Linked DNA regions of Hordeum vulgare: region 2 is linked to region 1. The links are chromatin contacts, called in public Hi-C maps. All regions are on one chromosome and are shown on one strand. Each heading gives the region's core, a stretch centred on a gene start, on an enhancer-like site or on the middle of the called end of the contact. The rest is flanking DNA. Distances are from core to core; before and after follow the strand shown.

Region 1 (7,135 bases), core at 1,773-4,272:
AACTTGCATCCTTTCTATAATAAGAATCATACTTTCTATAACAAGAACCATACTACTAGGCCTAGCCATCAGAAAGTTGGGTCGCACACACACGATCACAACAGACAACAGACAAGCTTGGCGGATCTGAACTTAAAGATAAGCGTTTCCCCTTCATCACCTGAACAACTAAGCACTGAAACACAAACGAAGAAGACAGATAATGTGTTGAATAAGACTACCCTTAACAACCGACAGATAAACGCCTACAATATTTTACAGAGCTGGAGAAGACAATGATTTCCACGTCTAATATAAAGCCTAACCTCATGGCAAAACACCATCAAATCCAAAATGGCACCATTATCAATGTTCAGAACTTCAGATCTCCGCCACAACAGTACATTAGTGATGATACGAAAATCACAGGCAGGACCAATAAGATGCTACTACAAGATAACCAATCATTTCCCAATTCCTTCAAACAAATGTTGGATGCATGCCTCAACATCCTCCGGGGTATGCTTGATGAACAAATCCTGCGGAGCATCTGGAGATGATCTCAGCCTAGCAATCAAGCCCTTGTATGCAGGCAGCACTGAATCTGCTATTGCTGCCTTGACATCGGCACGCAGCTGATCATCTGTGATCACCCACTCAGACTGCGCCGCCCGAATCTCCTCCAGGTAGCCATTGAACATCTGCAGTTTCTGAAGCATGGCCTTTGGTGGGAGACCTGAAAACCCAGAGCCTCCGGTCTGCAGCACCGACATCACCTTCGCCCAAGCCCCACGCTGGTACTCCATACTCCACCGGCGCACTCTGCTTAACATCTGCTTCATCCAGTCATCCCCAAGTAAAACCCCAAGCTCGCTGTCATTCACCTTGTGGATGACGTACTTGCCATTATTCATCAAGAAGATGGAGGCCAGTGGCGGGTCCCTGTATATCTTGGATTTGCTCTCCAGATTCTTGTGAAGCACATCCATGATCCACGCAATGTGCACGGCAAGCGATGAGGTGGGGCGGTCAGGATCGACGGCGATGGCGGTCACGCCAAGAGCACCCAGGTCACCCTCCATCACCTCTTCTAGTGTCTGTCTTGAACCACATGCCGCACGGAGATAATTCATGACATAGCGAGTGATGGGGTGTATGCCACCGCCGGGCACCGCAACACGGGCTGGGTCACGGCGGATCAGATTTTCCAGCTCCATGAATATACCTTTGATGGAGGAGCCGAGAGTGTTGCATACAGCAGAGACCTCGGCGCGAAGCGCTGCAGAGTAGGGGTCGGCGAAAACAGGGTCGAGGTCGGGGAGGAGATCACGCACCGCCTCGTACATGTCGATGACACGAAAGAGGCGCTCTGGCGCACGGCTGGCAGCGGCAACGGCATCGCCGAATGAGATAAGCTGCAGCGCCTGGGTGCGAACCGCGGCGACGAAGGCGAGGTCGCCGTAGGGGGCGAGGCCCTCGAAGACACGGTCGGAGAGGCGGCGCTCGCTGGGGATGAGGATGCGGAACACCATCTTGAAGGCCGGAATCCAGCGCGCAATGTCGAACTCGAGCTCCTCCCAGGGCAGGGAGTGGACCTCGTCCGAGGTGCGCGAGCGGATGCCGAGGCGCGCGACGCTCTCGTCGATGAACCCGCGGCGCGCGGCCGCGTAGGCCTCGGCGCACTCGCGGCCGAAGCCCGCATCGACCATCCTCCGCGCGATCTGGTGCACGTCGGAGACGGACCCCGGGGGCAGGGCGTCGATGACCACGTCGAAATCCGTGACCGGCTTGGCGATGGGGATTGGCTCGTCGCCGTAGCCGTCGTCCGCGTCGAAGTCCTCGTCGTCGCTCTGCTCGGAGTCGAAGCCGCCGGGCGCCGCCGGGGCCGCGTCGTCGGGGCGCTCGATAAGCGCCCGGAACTCGTCCTCCAGCCGGGCCATGCACCGGCTGAGCAGCTCGTCGGCGCGGTCGAGCAGCCCGCGGTTGGTCCCCGCCGCGTCCAGCTCTTGCACGGTGCCGATGAGGTCGTCCACCGCCTCCAGGAAGGCGTCCGCGTCGGCGGAGTCGGCCCAGACGAGCCTCTCCATGGTCACGAACTGCGAGATCTGCCGGTCGAGCGTGCGCACGGTCCGCTCCAGCGACGTGACCGGCGGCGGCATCGAGTGCGCCGCCGCGGCAGTGGGCAGCACGGGCGGGGGCGAGGAGGCCGGCATCGACATCGAGTGCTCCCCTGCCCCTCCTCCTCCTCCGGCCGCGGCCGCCGCGGCGTAGAGCTTGTCGAGGGAGAGGCGGCCGTCGTAGTTGGAGAAGACCTTGAGTATGTCCTCCGTCATGGTGCCGGTGCGGCCCAGCGTCTTGGCGATGTGCTGCACCGTGGCGAGCAGCTTCTCCTCGCCGTCCTCCGCCATGAGCCGCGAGAGGAACCCGACGCCGGAAGGCACTCCCGGCGAGGTGCGAGCTAGGGTTTGTTCGGTCACGCGGCGCGGCGGAGGGAGTGGCTGCGGTGGGGGAGAGCGGTGGTGTTCTGTGCCGGACAGCGACAGCTCGTGAACTGGGCGCTCACCTGCTAGCTGCTAGCAGAGCACGGCTGTAAATTGCGACGTGTCGATAAAAAAAATTACCGTGGGGAGAGGAGGGTAAATTCGTTGTGGGCTGTGGGTTTTGGGGTGCTCTTCGACCGGGTGGACGGTCGAGTAAAAACTCGGTGACATCGGGAGAGGGGAAAGGCTGGGAGACCGGGCCGCAAAGCATGAATAAATGCGGACAGGGACACCGCTCGGGAAGACGGTGAGGGGTTTAATTTGTCGCTGACAGGTGGGGGCCCGGCCGACGGAGCGTAGTGCTAGGGTTTTGGGCATTTGGTCGCGTCGACACGGAAAGGTTTTAGCTACAAAGTGCGGCAGAGGTGGCGTGATCAACGGGAAAGTAGTGGTGGTTGGCTGCTTAGCCTGTGCTCGGGCTGTTGCGTAGGGGAGGAAAAGCCCCAGGTTGTGCTTTTGACAACGGAAACGTTTCTGGGCCGGTGCCCCTGCCTTCGCACAAGATCCGCGCGCACCTCGCTGATTAGGCATGTAACATTGTTTTGTTTAAATTGTTACAACCAACATAATATTTGCTACAAATGTTTTTTTCTATATTTATTCAGTAAAAATGTTGCATATACGTTTGGTTGCAACTTCAGTTCGTTGGATTTTTCGTTACAATCGGTGTTTTTTACTATTGCTATAACCGTGTTAATTTTTGCTACAACCGGCATCATTTTTTGTTGCAACCGTTCACTAAAAAAGTTGCATCCACGTTCACGTACATATTTACTATAACCGGTGTTTAATTTTTGCTACCACGCACCATCAGCTTCGTTTTTTTGCTACGATCACGTAGATATTATTTTGCTATAAATTTTGTTTTTCGTTGCAACCGTTGAAAAAATTCCTGGATCGCGCTGAAATTTGCTGCATCGAAGAAAAAAATGTTGCATGAAGATCTAACGATGCGGACGCGCGGGAGTTGGTGGATCGTACGCCGGGGCAGAGCACTCTCCTTTTGACAATGGCTTAGCCCAAATCGAATGAAGGCCCGTTGTTGGCAGCTTAGAGCAATTCCAACGCGTGGATCTAAACCAACGACGCTTTTATTCGCATTTTGTTCGTTTAAATGGTCTGATGAATATCCATGTCCGCTTTTATAATTAGGTCGGCGCTTGCGTCCAACGTGGCCAACGATCCTTTTTAGACAACGCGAAAAAGAACATTTTGAATAAACATAAACTATTGATTAAATAGTTCACATTACATTTAAAACATAAAATTTAATAAAGTAAAAAACGAGGAGCCTAGGCGTCCACCTCCTCGTCGTCGTCGGGGCTGGTGAAGTCGACAAGTGTCGGCGTCGACCCAGTCCACGGGAAGGTCATCTCCCACGTGGCGGTGACGTCGTCCGCCGGTGGTTGCACCGCCGCTTGCTCGGCGGCACGGAGCTTCTCCTCCCCGGCTTCAGCCTCACGCTCCAGCAGCTCGATCCGTCAGGCCTCTTCGCCCTCCTCCCTCACCCGCCGCTATCGTCGGTAGACCGCCTCCTGCTCCGGCGTCGCACCCAACCAGACGGGTGGCGCGCTGACCCACTCGCGCACCACCCTGTCCGAGGCGTATATCTTCGGCCTAAGGGGACGGCGGGGCCAACTGAGTCACGACTACGTCACGGGCAGCAGAAAAGCAATGGCCTCCACCGACTGCTCCTCGTAGGCGGCCTCCTCCTCCTCCTCCTTCAGACACGCCTCCTCCTCGCTCGCGCGCAGGACGGCTGCCGGTGCGTTCTGGTACGCCGCTTCCACCTCCTGGTCCTCTCCGCGCACGGAGAGGGGCGGCGACGGTCCAGCCACCGCGTTGCGGACGTCGCATCGGCGATGCACCTCGTGCTCCCACACGAACCAGGCATACCATTCGAGGGAGTCCGTAGCGTAACGGGACTGTGCTACTGCTGTGGCGTCAGCTACTCCCGCCGGTACCTCACCTCCTCTACAAGCACCTGCGCCGACCGCAACACTGCTGGCACTAGGATCCTCTCCGGATCCAAGTGTCAGTTGTGCGGCAGTGTTATATCGGGGTAGGGAAGGGAGACACGGTGCTCCCAGTGCCACCTCGCCTGGCGCACCGGCACGCTGACCTGCTGGCGAGGTGTACAGGAAGACGCAGGCGCGCGGAAAGGGACGGTGGGGGACTTGCCCTTGTCCTTCACGGAGAAGAACCCCATGGTGGTGGTGGCTTGGGTTTGCCACCGGCGGGGGAGCAAGGGTGTCTAGATGTGGATGGGGCGGTTCTAGAAGAGGATGAGCCCCCCCCCCTCACGCTCGGATTAGAAAAGGATGCCAGTGGGTCGCTGATGCGTGGGCCCGTGGCGGGTGGTCGTCGTTAATAAAGATGTCGTTGGCTTTGACCAGACGCTACATGTGGACGGGCGTGGAGAAAAGGCACGCGTCGCGCCCGTGTCACGTCCGCGTCTACGCATTTCAGGCGCAATTTTGGGTCAGAAATGGGTACATGCGAACGCGATTTGGGTTTGGATCGATGTGTTGGGCCGTCACTTTTGTTCGCTACGACCCAAACACATGCATGCGAACGAAATGGGTCAGCGTGTTGGAGTTTATCTTACAAACTGCAGATTTAACTTTCAAGGCCGAACAATTAACACGGCTGCGGATATATTAGATAGTTTTAAAAAAATAAGATAGAAAACACTTTCATGCATTAGAAAAAAGGGGATCTCCCCTTTTCCCTCCCGTGTCGCCCTCGCGCGACGACCGGGGGGATCCCAGATCCGCCGCCCAGCCCTTCCCCTCCCTCTCCCGTCTTCCCCGCCGCCGCCCCGGGGGGCGGCGGTCGGCCGGGCAAAGCCCGACCAGAGCTGACGGAGGCGGGGTGTAATGCCCAAGATGCGATCCTATCCTCAATTTGGCACGAGGGCCTCGTCAGGGATAGAAGCGCATCTCGTCGTTTTGCAAGAATGGATATCGTTACAAGTACATGTACTGAAAAGATGAGATATATGGAATTGGCTTACACTCAACACAAGCTACATCAGAGTCACATCAGTACAATACATAAATAACACGAAGAAGATCAGGGTCCGACTACGGACGAAAACAAACGAGAAAAGAAAACGACGTCCATCCTTGCTATCCCAGGCTGCCGTCCCGGAACCCATCCTAGATCGATGAAGAAGAAGAAGAAGCAACTCCAAGTTAACAATCAACGTGCTCGCGTCAAGTAACCTTTACCTGTACCTGCAACTGGTGTTGTAGTAATTTGTGAGCCACAGGGGACTCAGCTATCTCATTTCCAAAGGTATCAAGACTAGCAAAGCTTAATAGGTGAGGTATGGTTCAGTGGTGAGGCTGCAGCCAACGACTAAGCAGTATATGAGGTGGCTAACTTACGAGTACAAGAATAAAGAGGGGGATGATCTACGCATAGCGGACGTGAACTACTGATGATCAAATGAATGATCCTGAACACCTACTTACGTCAAACATAACCCCACCGTGTCCTCGATCGGAGAAGGAACTCGCGAAAGAGACAGTCACGGTTACGCACTCAGTTGGCAAGTTTTAATTAAGTTAACTTCAAGTTGTCTAGAACCAGTGTTAAACAAAGTTTCCACGTTGCCACATAACCGCGGGCACGGCTTTCCGAAAGATTTAACCCTGCAGGGGTGCTCCAACTAATCCATCACAAATTACCACAAGCCGCATAGAAATCCTCGATCACGAAACTCGCGATCTCGTCGGACTCCTTAGTGGAAAACCTCAACTCTGAGATTACCCAAAGCATCACCGGAATCCCGATGCACAAGACATTCGTCAAAGGTAAAACTAATCCAGCAAGGCTGCCCGACGTGTCGACGAACCCGATAGGAGCCGCATATCTCGTTCTCAGGACACGATCGGATGGGAAAGCCTACAGGTACCAAACCTCGAGTTGCCCCGTGGTGGCCCCGCAATCTGCCCTTTTGGGACCAACACCATCAGCACTGGCCCCCGTGTATTATGTAGAATTACTCCTCGGGTAGCGCTAACTCCCTATGCATTTTAGTATTAACAAAATTATTATGTTGGGCAAATGTAGAACCAATGTTGGGCCTTGCCAGACCAGCTTTAATCTAAAACAAATTATCAAGGGGGTCCCCATAACAACCCCGATCGTGTTAGGAGCGCTCAATTATGAAACATAACACCGGTAGCCGAAACTAAGGGGGGCAAAGGTGGAACAAAACACCAGGCTAGAAAGGCCGAGCCTTCCACCTTTTACCAAGTATATAGGTGCATTCAATTAAATAACATTTAATAGGGTGATATAACAAGGAACCCATGTTATCACATGGAAGCAACTGCACCTGCAACTAGCAACGCTAACACATGGTTAAGCAAGCGGTAACATAGCCAATCAGCGGTTTGCTAGGTTGTGAACAGGTGAAGGTTTTCATGGCAATGTTGAGAGGCTGATATTTAACAGGTGGTAGGCAGCGAGACATAACGATATAAACGGTAAAACTAGCATGGCAATGATAGTAATGGTATCTGGGGAAATGATCATCTTGCTTGAGATCCCGCTTGGAAGAAGAACGACTCCGTGAAGCAGACGAACTGATGTAGTCGAACGGG
Region 2 (7,135 bases), core at 2,869-5,368, 250 kb after region 1:
TGTTGTTGGCTGGTTTATTAGATCACTCGTGTTACTCTCATTCTGGTTACTCTTATGCATAATTAGTGTAGTTTTGACAGATGCACATGATGAATGAAGTGATTAAATTATGCATGCTTGTTAAGTACATGTACTACATTTGCATTTTGCAACTTGATCAAGAAATTGATATCGCATCAAGTTTCTGGTACTATGCAGCACTGTACAAAAGAACACTTGCTAAGTCTATTCTTCTACATAATTTGTAGGCAGAGGCGCTTGTTAAAGCTCATGAGGATTTTAGAACAACTACAGCTCACTTGGGAATGACATTCGTTAAGCTGGCGAAATTTGAAAAGGACCAATCTACATGCAGTTCTCGGAGAACTCGAGCTGTTAATATTAACAATTTTGCAAATGCTGTTGTCAAAGTCAGCAGGTCCCAGACAAAATTGGATGCTGAAATTGTGAAACATCTGGTATGCGGAAAGTTGGAATGAGAGTAACATTTTCTTCGATATAGATCTTCTTGATTATTTTGTTTCTTGATCTATAACGGTGTTTCTGCTTTTACAGGACACTATCCATAAGTACCTGGAGACGATGACTTCTGTCCACAATGCATTTACTGATCGCTCTAATGCTTTGCTTCATATCCAAAGTCTATCATCAGACTTATTTGCCTTGCACAACCGGCTGGCGAAACTTGAATCTGTGTCATCAAGAGGAATAGATCAGGAGAGGACGAGGTATCAGAAGGTCGAAGAACTGAAAGAAACAATAAGAACAACAGAAGACGCAAAAAGTCATGCACGCAAAGAGTATGAGCTTATCAAGGTAAATCACCTAAACTTTTGAATTAAGTATACAATGCGCGTGTTCTACTTGATAGTGGCCTTCTGAGATGTGAGTTACTATTTGTTTTTAAATTGCACAATTCAAGGTTGTTATGCTATAAGGTCAGATGACAACATTTCCTAGTTTATGGTTAATATTCTTGCAATGGTTACACAAACACAATTCTGTATTTGTGGAGGAGCAATAGCTTCATACTGCAGTTTACATCTTATCGAAAACAATCAGCCAAATCAAAATAAACCACATTGGATCTTGGTTCTGGCAGTGAGCTTCAAGACATTACCTGACACTAGTTAAATGTCATGAACACTGTAATGAACTCCCGTATATATGCATCGTTTGACTTTGTCAGTCAGTCTGAACTAATGTTATTAATTTATCATAGTGATGTCTGAGGTGTACTATCAGCGAACACAGTGTTTATGTACACACACAAAAAAAAGTCCGAGTTAAACTCTCAGAAGTTGGAACGAATTCGTAGCTTCAATTGCTGCAGCAGGAGGATATTTGTTTTGCTTAAAATTCAGGAGTAAAGATTGTTAGTTCAGTATGGTCATATGAGTTGTGCGAAGTATTCAGATTACATTAACTGTCAGTAAAGTAATTGAAGTTTCTTTATAGTATATACAGATTGACAATTGGTTTTCAAGATAGATTTCTATTATTTAAATGATGACAGTGCCGGGTATGACTTAGATATACTCCCTCCGTCCAGAAATACTTGTCCGAGAAATGGATAAAATGGATGTATCTAGAACTAAAATATGTCTAGATACATTCATTTCTCCGACAAGTATTTCCTGGTGGAGGGAGTACTAGGTTATGGATTGACCTACTGGGACAGGTTTCTCCCAGTAGGCCAGTACATAAACTTGAATATGTAGGCTGTATTTGTCCTGTGTGATTCGTTTTGTGTTGACAATATTGGAGTCTTTAAGGCGGTTGTTCAACCCAGGCAGTACTGTATCTATTTGAGGTGACTAAGAAAGATTACGAGGCACGCCTGTGTAATAACACACTCTCTTTCAAGTCAAGTAAAGTGCCCATCCATATTTTTCTTTCCTTTTTGGCACGGAAAGTGTCGCATCCTTCTGTATGTTATTAAACCACATGTTAGAATTTTGGTAATACTAGGACATGGCTATGCTGTTGATTTTAAATTCCCGTTTTGTTGTTTGGCATGGACTATTTGGGTTTTCTCTGAAATAAGCTTCTCTAATGCAGGAAAACAACATGAATGAAATTAAAAGATTTAATAAAGAGATACGCCAGGATTTGGTGGAGATGATGAAAGGCTTTGTAACAAGTCAGGTATAAATTTCAAACTTCAATTCTGAATTATTCTTTTGGTTGCCGGTTTCACGATCCTTTGGACTTTTGAATGCAAAATCAAAAGGTAAATACATCAGTTCGAGTATCTGTCTACCATATTAACTACTATTTGCTTTAGATATATCTTCATAGCTCATTATTTTTAAATTCAGTACCTGACATTCAATCCAAAATGTTACCCCTTACCATTACATAGTATTGCCCAGTTTAAAACCAGAAGTTAGTAATGATGCCTACTGCGGCTACTGCCCAGTTGCTCGCTTTTCTTGAAAAGTGCAAAATGAGCACTTGGAAATTGGTATGTGGCGACCATGGTTGTATGAATTTTGCGCTGCACAGCTTTGTATTTTATATGCATGCAGCAGAAGTGAGTTCTCGGTCCAGTTGGTGTTTGCAGTCTCACCTTTCTTATCTGGGTCGTTATATTGACCTAAGGGCATGTGATGCATGTTCCTTTTTCATGTTTCTGCTGGATGGTTACCTAGAGCTTGAGCACCACATAAAGAAACACTTTGAAGGCTTGCAGAAAGTAGAAACCATGTCGACCTAGCGACCGTTAGGGTGGTCCTGTAGTGCTATTAGTTTGTTACTCCCTCCGTTCCTAAATATAAGTCTTTTAAGCGATTTCAATAGGTGTCTACATACGGAGGAAAATGATTGAATGTACACTCTAAAGTATGTCTATATACATCCGTATGTAGTCCATTAGTGAAATCTCTACAAAGACTTATATTTAGGAACGGAGGGAGTACATGGTATTGACTATAAATGATATGGTATAATTGTTATTTGTTGTGTTTATTTCTCTAGAGCAAAGTAAAGGATAAACTCTGATTAAGAGGAGCAAACCAATGTCCATATGTCAAACACTGTATGCTTCATGGTAATCTGGTAGTGATGTGAAAAATCTACACTGTATGACATCGTTTTGTAAGACATAGTTTGTTCTGTATGTATGGATTGGGAAGTAGTGTTTGATTGGATACTGTAGGTAACATCTGAAATGTATTTTGGACCACTGTAGCGCATTGTCGGTTAATGCCTGTTGCCTTTTTGGCCAAGAAAAGTTCATCGCGTATGGAAGTATTTTAGCTTTCAACACCGCCAATGAATAATTTTCTAAAGTTCACCTGAGGCAACCTAGATGGCGTTGTTTGAAAGTCAAAAATATATAATACCAGCAGGTGCATACAGTTTACTGGTGGGTCACCGTCTTGTTTTCGACACTTAGGAGTTCTCTACAACTCTTTGAAAATAAACAGTGCATTTCTTTTTCTTCTTTTTGGAAAGAAAATAAACAGTCCATTTCACAGTACAAATAAATTTAGTCATTGTAAAAGCTAACTACATCGACATCCTTGTATTTTGTCAATGTGCAGGTTGCTCAGTCAGACAATATTGCTAGCATATGGGCAAAGTTAGCAGAAGACACAAAAGGATATGCAGAAAGGCGCAGCTGAAGTAGGATGTAAATATAGGTGTGAATTGTGAGCTACTCGTCTGCAGCATCAACATTGGTTACCACATTGAGATTCGTGTTATCACTCGCCCGGTGATTTAGGCGATATGTGCAGATACAGTTTCCGCTCCCCAAGGGGCACCGCCGGGTCAAGGATTTTCTTGGATGTAGCTATCTCCGGGTGTGCACCTGAGAATTTCTGAGGAAAGAAAGAACAAATCCTCGATCGCAAAACCTGCGAATCAATTTTCCCCAGTTTTTCCCCACCCTGGGCCTAGCTGTAATGCTGAGTTTTCTCTGTACAATTATGCGGCACTAGCTGACTGGAATTGAGGAGTTCCCTGCTTCCTGAAAGAACCATGTACTACACGAGAGAGATTATTTCCAGTCGTTCAGAAGAGTTGCAGGCTTGCATTTGCTATCTGATACGAGTACTATGCTGCGCATCCCCAGGTTTGTGCGGAAGGTGAGCCACTCGTCTCCGACGAGGCTGACTGGTTGGATATGCTCGCGGAGGCGCGAGCCAGTGGTCGGCAGCCAGTAGCCATTCCTATCACGCAATCAGCCGCCAAGCGTAGGGCGGGTGACCCTTCGCGAGCTCCCTGAGACGCCGCGTATACACGCTCAAGTTCCCGCCACAAAACCGGAAGAAGGAGGCCTTGGAAATTTCCCACCCCGGCGAATTCCGCCCGAAAATCAGCCGCTGTCTCTGTCTCTGTCTCCACCATCTCTGCCAAACAATTATGGTACGCTCCGCGGCGGCGTGGTGCCTCTTTGTCCGCTACTTGCACGCAATGTCGACCAGCTTCAAACACTTCAGATCGCGTGTGTACGATCGATCGGCGAGAAACGTCTCCAAAATCTCGTGATTTTTACAATTACTATTATTACTATCATTACAGAGGAGAGGAGGCGTACTGCTTCCTGTACAAACAGTTGTACTGCCGCGCTGTAATACTGTAGTACGTAGTACGTAGTCGTACCACCAAGCAGCATAGCAAGGGATAGTTAGCCAACGGCCACAGGCTACTCCATCTCTTGCTGCCTCGCTCCGCTTCCTCTCCCCGGCCGCCGGCGCGCCTCCGGCGACGTCCCTGCCAGGGGAGAATGCTGCCCCGCGCGCCCTCCCGGTGCCTGGGCGCCGCCAAATTCAAACCCCTCGTCCCCGCCAAACCGCCCCTCTCCCCCTCGTCGTCATCTTCCTCCCGCGGGGCCCTCTGCGCCGCCGCCTCACGCCGCGACTTCCTCCTGCTCGTCCCGTCCCTGGCCGCGGCGTCCACGGCCCTCCAGTACCTCCCCCTCGCGGCCTCCGCCGCGGACGACGAGAAGCCGGCCCCGCCCCCGCCCCCGCCCCCAGCGGAGGAGCCCAACGGGGAGGCGGCGCTGTCGAGGATGTACGACGCCACGGTCATCGGCGAGCCGCAGGCCGTGGGGAAGGACGCGCGCGGGAGGGTGTGGGAGAAGCTCATGGCCGCGCGGGTCGTCTACCTCGGGGAGGCCGAGCTCGTGCCCGACCGCGACGACCGGGTGCTCGAGCTCGAGATCGTCAGGAAGCTGGCCGCTCGCTGCGCGGACGCTGGGAGGAGCCTCTCGCTCTCGCTCGAGGCTTTCCCCTGCGACCTCCAGGAGCAGCTAAACCACTTCATCCACGGGAGGTTTGTTACTGCCCTTTTTGTTTTGTTCAACTGAATGGATTCTACCTGTTCCTGGTTGCGATACTTCATATTTCTAACCCAGCCACGTAGAGGGTAGAATTTTCTATGTGCTCCAAGCTTTTCCTTCAAAATACATTTGTGGTTTCATTCTGATAGATGTATATTACTGGAAGTTCAGAATAGTTTCGACTCAGGATTTAGAATATCGATAACAGCAAATTTTCAGGACCTCGTGGAAATATTTGGAGTTCCCCAAGAATGTGGAATTATTTCAATCAAAATTCACCGATTAGACCCAGTTTAAATTTGATTTGAATTAATTTGAATCTCGTCCAAAATTTTGCGATAACAAACATTTCAGGACCCACCGAATTTAAGAAAATACATTGAAATTTGTAATCCTTGTTCACCTTTATGGGGAAATGGTGTATTTCTATGAGAGCGATTGTAATTTATCAAACAAATCAAACCTTTCTCTTCCATGAGGCTTCCGTTGAAAGTAAGCCGTTGGAGCCCTAGTTTTGCTTTCCCCTTCACCTTTCTGCAGGATAGTGTATTTCTATGTGAGTGATTCTGATTTTTGTCAGCCTTGCAATACTTCCTTGACGAACTTCTAACAGGCCTATCTTTATTCAGAATTGATGGCAGCAACTTAAGGTCCTACACATCTCACTGGGCACCGGAGCGCTGGCAGGAGTACGAACCTCTTTTAAACTACTGCCGTGATAATGGAATCAAGCTTATTGCATGTGGAACTCCACTTGAGGTAATTCATCATTGCCACACACATTATCCAGCAAAACTGCATCTGCATGTGTTCAGTTATGGATATTTTTATGATCATAATCTTGTTCATTGGTACCTCTGTCTTTCTAGGGCTGTGGACTTGATAGTTGTAGTTATTCAGTATTGATTTTTACATTATTCCAGCTGGCAAGCTTTTTCTTGCCTTGCGTCATCAACTGCTTTTTTACTCGATGCATAAGCACCTATTCTACATCCTCATTGGACCTTGTCTGAGAAGTATTCTGATAGGCAGCATACTAAATAAGATGGCTTAGTTTTCTCTGTGGTGAAAAGTACTTAATACATTTCTTGACTAGGTGGTAAGAACTGTCCAAGCGGAAGGAATCAAAGGCCTTTCAAAAGAGCAGAGGAAGTTGTATGCTCCTCCAGCTGGCTCAGGCTTCATTTCTGGCTTTACATCCATCACAGGCCGATCATTGATAGACAAGACTTCATCCTCTCGTGTCTCTCCTTTTGGCCCTAGCTCATATCTATCTGCACAGGCAAGAGTAGTTGATGATTATACCATGTCCCAAATAATAATGAAGGAAATTAGTACTGGAGATCCTTCAGGGATGCTCGTTGTTGTAACTGGTGCAAGCCATGTTATGTATGGGGCGCGAGGAATTGGTGTTCCTGCCAGAATATCTAAAAAGATGCAAAAGAAAAAGCAAGTCGTGATCCTTCTTGATCCTGAGAGGCAAGGTATACGGCGAGAAGGTGAAATTCCCGTAGCGGATTTATTGTGGTATTCTGCTGCCAAGCCATGCAGTCGAAATTGCTTTGACCGTGCTGAAATCGCTAGAGTTATGAATGCAGCTGGTAGGAGGCGTGAAGCTTTGCCCCAGGTTACCACTTGCTCTCTCAGCATATGTTTGATACTCCTTTGCATTATATCTTTTACTAGCTGTAACATGCTGTAAATGATGTTATTCCTGAAAACCAGCAATGAGCTCTTTAAAAAGTTAACGCGGCTAAAAAATCTTGCTATGTCCGGCAGTTATGATTTTTAATAACATCGTATTTTCTTATGTTTGAGCTAATGTAAAATTTTGCATTCATTTCA

What was found. A called contact is a pair of places that touch in the nucleus more often than the background predicts.
Region 2: a Hi-C map of seedling shows a contact between it and region 1, with 4 times the contacts expected there. The contact joins the promoter of LOC123444996 here to the promoter of LOC123444995 in region 1. A contact is called at or near these places in 4 of 6 Hi-C or Micro-C datasets (leaf and seedling) and 1 of 1 datasets of contacts at active chromatin or transcription factors (embryo).

The regions. Positions count from the first base shown.
Region 1 is chr3H:555,472,138-555,479,272 of MorexV3_pseudomolecules_assembly, forward strand. LOC123444995 (exocyst complex component EXO70B1-like) reads right to left here and starts at 3,023. Exons shown (of 1, transcript XM_045121906.1): 1 at 128-3,023. The coding sequence starts at 2,387. The coding sequence ends at 444.
Region 2 is chr3H:555,717,866-555,725,000 of MorexV3_pseudomolecules_assembly, forward strand. LOC123444996 (protein RETICULATA-RELATED 6, chloroplastic-like) reads left to right here and starts at 4,119. Exons shown (of 7, transcript XM_045121907.1): 1 at 4,119-5,283; 2 at 5,920-6,049; 3 at 6,387-6,917. The coding sequence starts at 4,736. It overlaps LOC123444997 (sorting nexin 2A-like), which reads left to right. Exons shown (of 5, transcript XM_045121908.1): 2 at 249-458; 3 at 556-816; 4 at 2,062-2,148; 5 at 3,549-4,028. The coding sequence ends at 3,629.